Linked DNA regions of Callithrix jacchus: region 1 is linked to region 2. The links are chromatin contacts, called in public Hi-C maps. All regions are on one chromosome and are shown on one strand. Each heading gives the region's core, a stretch centred on a gene start, on an enhancer-like site or on the middle of the called end of the contact. The rest is flanking DNA. Distances are from core to core; before and after follow the strand shown. Region 1 has its middle 35 kb from the start of MYH3. Region 2 holds the start of MYH13 (myosin heavy chain 13).

The links. A called contact is a pair of places that touch in the nucleus more often than the background predicts.
Region 1: a Hi-C map of induced pluripotent stem cells shows a contact between it and region 2, with 2.2 times the contacts expected there. The contact joins the enhancer-like site here to the promoter of MYH13 in region 2. A contact is called at or near these places in 2 of 3 Hi-C or Micro-C datasets (induced pluripotent stem cells and skeletal muscle).

Annotation. Positions count from the first base shown.
Region 1 is chr5:77,060,685-77,063,500 of calJac240_pri, reverse strand. No RefSeq gene overlaps it. Among named protein-coding and RNA genes, the nearest start is that of MYH3, 35 kb to the left of the region's middle. Within about 2 kb of position 1,285, at least 2 of the 16 cell types and tissues checked have an H3K27ac peak or open chromatin away from gene starts, as enhancers often do. A contact at or near this core is called in skeletal muscle, where this site is marked.
Region 2 is chr5:76,820,909-76,823,608 of calJac240_pri, reverse strand. MYH13 (myosin heavy chain 13) reads left to right here and starts at 1,274. Exons shown (of 41, transcript XM_078373036.1): 1 at 1,274-1,301.

The DNA.
Region 1 (2,816 bases), core at 36-2,535, 240 kb before region 2:
CAGCCTCAGCTCCAGGAGGGCAAGATGAGCATCCATAGCAGCTGTGCCTATTTTGGGCTTGGGGTCTCTGTCCCAAGGACAACAGGTGTTGAGACCTGAAGCACAGGGCATTATACATGGGCGTTTATTTTGAGGGGCTCCCTCAATGGGGTATCAATTCCAGAAACAAAGGCCAGCTTTTCAACTCATTATCTCCAGCTGGAATTCCTTATCTGCTTCCCTAGCAGCCCACCAGCCTGAGGCTATCGGAGCCTGCCTCTTCACACAGGTGCACTCAGCGAACTCGTAGGTTTCTGGGAAGAGGATAGGTTTGGGCTGTGTGCCCCTCTCTGTGCTGGTGACGGTTGAAGCACACATTCTCCTTGCAATCACACTCTGCTCCTGAAAAGGCCACACGGATACAAGCTGGCCCTCGCTTGCCACCCACCCCAAGGTCTGGTACCCCCAGCACCTGACTGTGCTGACAACAGAAAGACAACAGCAGCCACTTGCAGAGAATGCTATATAAACACGAGGATAATTTCCAGCAGCGTCCCACAAGGCAGGCAGAGGCTGCAAGCCTTCAGATGTGATGTTCCCTGTTGAAAGGTAGATTAAAAGGACATGAATTTTTACCTTTTTAAGTGACTTGCTTTCAGCCCCAAAGTAAATCCCGGCTGTATCTCGGTCTTGCATGCAGTGAGTAACCCATAAATACACACTGATTACACCTGATACAGCCACAGTTGATCTCCCATGGCCGAGGGCACGCAGCTCCATGGGGCTCACTCTCCGCCTTCGAGAATGAGGGTCATTTTCTGTGGGAAGCCAGCACTGCAACCTCAGCAGGTCCTGTTACAGGCAGAGTGAGTCCTCGAGGAGGTGTCTTCTGACCCCTGTTTCTTCTCCCCACTACTTCTGTGCCCACCTTACAGAGGGGTCAGAAGGGCAGTGCCAGCCCCAAACCTGGAATGGGTGCAGCAACAAGGGACCCCAAAATTCTAACCCCTAGAACAGCTCTACAGGCTGGAATTTGAATTCCTGGCTCACAGCCCAGGGACATTTCCAGTGCTTCCCAGCTCAGGGCGTTTCCACCGCTTCCTGGCCTGGCTCAGGGCGTTTCCACCGCTTCCCAGCTCAGGGCTGAGCAGAGTCAACATTCACTCAATCTCAGTTTCCTCCCAGCCTTCTTCCAGTTCCGTCTTGCCTTGTAATCCTGAGAAATCCATTGCCTTTGTGTCATCATCTGAAATGTGGCGGTGGAGATGAACGTAGGCTTTTGTGTGTGTTTGTTTGGGTGGCTCTTGCCACCTCTGTAAGGAAATGTTAATACTAGATCTATAGCTTAAATCATCCCATGTTGCTGAGTTAAAAAGACAGTTTGAATATTGAGTGTTACTGAGAAAGGAAGAAGCCATTTTGGCAGTCTCCTACTGCATGTCCTGGCTCAGTTTGTTATATCGCACTCAGCACAGAAAGTCAACACCAGAACAAAAGAATGCCAGATTACAGGGTTTATTGCCGGCGACCACGGAGAACTCACGTCTCTCCAACCTGTGGCCCCGAAAGAAAAGAGACAAGACCTTTTTATACCCACAAAACCACCTTGGGAGTGGAGGTAGAGTGGAGATGGGAATGAAAGCTGTCAATCACTTCCAGGATGGAATGATCTGGGGTGCTTACTCTGGCCATTACTGGTGATCAAAGGCCAGCAATTCTGGCAGTTACAGATAAGGGGAAGTATGCAGCTTTACCTTTTTGCAAAGTAAATTAGCAGTTTACAGAAACTCAGGTTAGCAGTCCTTGTGAGGAGAACAGAAACAGTTTTGTCCAATTTATGGTAGTGTACAAATTCTAACTCTAGGCTAGCTATATCACATGTTGAGACCACTTTTTGGCTTTTAAAGGCTGGTATATGAAGATCTGGTGGTCTGAGGCACACATGGTTCACCATACATTTGGCCCCAAGTGTGTAGTGTTTAAGACAAACAATGTCACAGCTGAGCCCATTCAAGTTAGTTAATAAAACTTGGTCCTCCTTAGGCCTGTTTGAAACACAACTCTGACCCATCACTGCTCTGCCAGACACTGCTGATGCTCCTGCCCGCCCCATCAATCACTACACTTGCTTCAGATGGATACTTAGCCTTCCCCGTGTGCCTGCAGACTTGGCTCCCCTTTGCTACTCCCACCCGGCCACCTCCACCTGCAATCCTAACATACCGCAGGCTGTCTTGGTCTTCCTCACCCACCAGCGGTTACACCCCTACCCTTTGTGCACCTTTCTAGGGGGCATTTTAAAAAATTCCCTCTGTGAGGTGGCTCTCGCCTGTAATCTCAGCACTTTGGAAGGCCAAGGCAGGCGGATCATGAGGTCAAAAGTTCAGGACCATCCTGGCCAACATGGTGAAACCCTGTCTCTACTAAAAATACAAAAATTAGCTGGGTGTGGTGGTGTGTGCCTGTGGTTCCCAGCTACTCAGGGGGCTGAGGCAGGAAATCACTTGAACCCACGAGGCAGAGGTTGCAGTGAGCGGAGACTGCGCCATTGCACTCCAGCCTGGGCAACAGAGTGAGACTCTGTCTCAAAAAGAAAAAATGCCCTTTACTCTCCCTGAGTAGCAGTCATGACTTACACCGTCTTACTTACCTTTGTTTGTATGACAGTTCCTATTTCCAATACTTTGAATTTTCAAAGCTACACACACACACACACACACACACACACACACACACACAGAGTCACTGGAAGGACACCCAGGTCGGAATGAGAAAATCTGGGTTCCGGTCTCAACTTTCCTTCCAGTTTCCTTCATCATCTTTGGCAACTCACCTTC
Region 2 (2,700 bases), core at 25-2,524:
TACAATCTAAACAGATCACACTGTATTGCAGTAAATGGCTCTGAATTCTACATGTACAATTGTCCCTATATAGTCAAATATCACTGTATTTTAGCAAAAAAAAAAAAAGTCTCCAAAGTAACCATAAGAATTGTCACAAAGGCCATATATTTTCATTAGAATCCACTAGAGCTGCACTCAGAACTTACTTACTCTTACTTTAGCTTGATCTTAATTTTGTAATCTCTTTCCCAATCGGTAACACAAAATCAGGCTAGTGAAGACAAACTTACCACAGAAAGAAATTACACCTGAGAGCTGGCGGCGAAGGCAAAGATAGAAAATCTAAAAAGTAAGGGTGTGGTGGCTCACGCTTGTAATCCAAGCATTTTGGAAGGCTGAGACAGGCGGATCACCTGAGGTGAGGAGTTCGAGATTAGCCTGGCCAACATGGTGAAACTCCATCTCTACTAAAAATACAAAAATTAGCCAGGCATGGTGGCATATGCCTGTAATCCCAGCTACTTGGGAGGCTGAGACAGGAGAATTGCTTGATCCTGGGAAACAGAGATTGCAGTGAGCCAAGATCACACCACTGCACTCCAGCCTGGACAGCAGAGCAAGACTCTAATAAATAAATGTGGACACAAAAATTCACAGGAGGAACAATTAGTGCAGGCATGACCCACTAAGAACCCACTATACTTGATGACTTTACTATATCATCTCCCGGAACCCCAGAGTGATCAAGAAAAGCTTAAATTTGATTCAAGATAGTAGGTTACACAGAGCAGGATGATGTAAAATACATTTTGGAAAGCGTTTCTTCCAACAGATTTTTAAACAAACAAATATATAAATAAGACTGGATGTATTAAAAGGTCAACCTTAAATTTCCAGAGATTTCTGAGACAAGGAGCACACAATCCCATACCAGTGCCAGGTAAATGGGGTGTAGTTACTGCCCACACTATCGACCACCCATTGCTTGACAAAGCATCCTGTCGTTCTGCCCTTCAGTGACCTTCTTAGCACACTCTGCTCCAGTTCCACTCTGCCCCTAGGACTCTCTAAGTCTCAAAGATCTGTGTCCAGCGTCAAAATCCCTACACAGCTGACTTGGCATTATACAGCCTCCGCTGGTCATTTATCCAAGTAACTTAACAAGAGTGAGAGATCAGGGCTACGACGCATTTTCATCTAACAAGTTAATGGTGATCCCCCAAATATAGCCAAGTTAGAGTGCTGGGCTGGCAGATTTGGGAATATAAAGAGACCTAGGGGCCACACTCCCGAAATTGCTGTGACCGCAGCATCTCTAGGTAAGTGCTCACAAGTGGCCACTTTTTTGCTCCATGTAGCTATCATTGCACCTGATCAGGTTACCAGTCCGGGCAGGGAGGCAACAAAGTAGACTTTACTGAGGGCCTACTAAGTGTAAGGTCTTGTGTTGAGTGCAGTGTTGGAGACAAGATGGAAAGACAAGACAGTTACATTTCAAGAAGCTTTTACAAGGGGTGAAAAGACAAGAGTATAAACGATGACGATATAAAAAATATTCACCTGCCGAACAAAACTGAGTATAATGCATAATACCTCCTCTGACTAGGTCAATGTTACACTGTTCAGTTAGCAAATTAACATGGTAACTTGTGGTATCTCTTCTGCGATTGCTTAAGCTATTATTTGAAATGTTTATGGTTAATTTGTTTCCCATGTCAGGATTTCTGAAAAATGGCTGTGGGGAGAAATAATCCCAAGCATCTTACCCATCTTAGAATGGTCATAGTCTGATTTGAACTGACTGGTTTGCAGACTGGTCTTACATGGCATGCCTCATGGACTTGGGACTGAATTGTGTCTAACAGTTCAATAGCATCCTTCAGGAGGACTTGTGATGCTTTGAATTCAGGCCACCATCTCTACTGGAGAACTTTCTGTTATAGACTCATAGGGCTGAAAGGAATCTTGGAGATTTTCTCGTGTAACTGATTCATTTTACAGAAGGAAAGAGATGCCCAAAGAAATCACAACAGCTACTTAACAGAACTGATACTAGAATTCTGTAGCTCTGCCTCCATATTTTATTTTTTTAATTGAGGATTCAGAATATAGTATGTAATACTTTAATTTTTTTAAAGAAATGTGTGAGAATTTTAGGATATTGCTGGAGATTATTCAAGATGCATTAAAGGTGGAGAAAGGAGGCAACAAGAATAGTAAACCAAGTCCTAAATGTCTGTTCCTGCCTAAACGGGACTTCATGAAATGTTCCCCCGGCTCCATAAAAGCACTGTATGGTAACTGGGAAGTTTGCTTAGATGACGTTTGATATTGAAAATTTTTCAGACACTCATGCCTCCTTGAGATAACCACATCGTTTATAAACTCCTAGGGCTGAGAATCCTTAGTCCCAGGTGAGTTTTCAGCTGCCCTACCTTCATCATCTCCAGGGGGAATTTAGAACCTTTAAGAGAATAAAGAAGTCTTGGTCCACAATTTATAACTTTTCTCCTATTGAAAAAAAAAGAGGGGGGGAACTGCCCATAAGCATTCAAGTTGCAATCTGGAACATTCCTTTCCCTGCTTTCTTTCTTCCCCGTCCCCTCACAGCACTCCAGTCAGAAGCAATTTCTCTAAGTTCCCATAGTACAAATTTAGAAGAGTCTAAACAAATTTAGACCCTTTAAAATGTGTCTTAATCTTGTTCAAAGACTTATT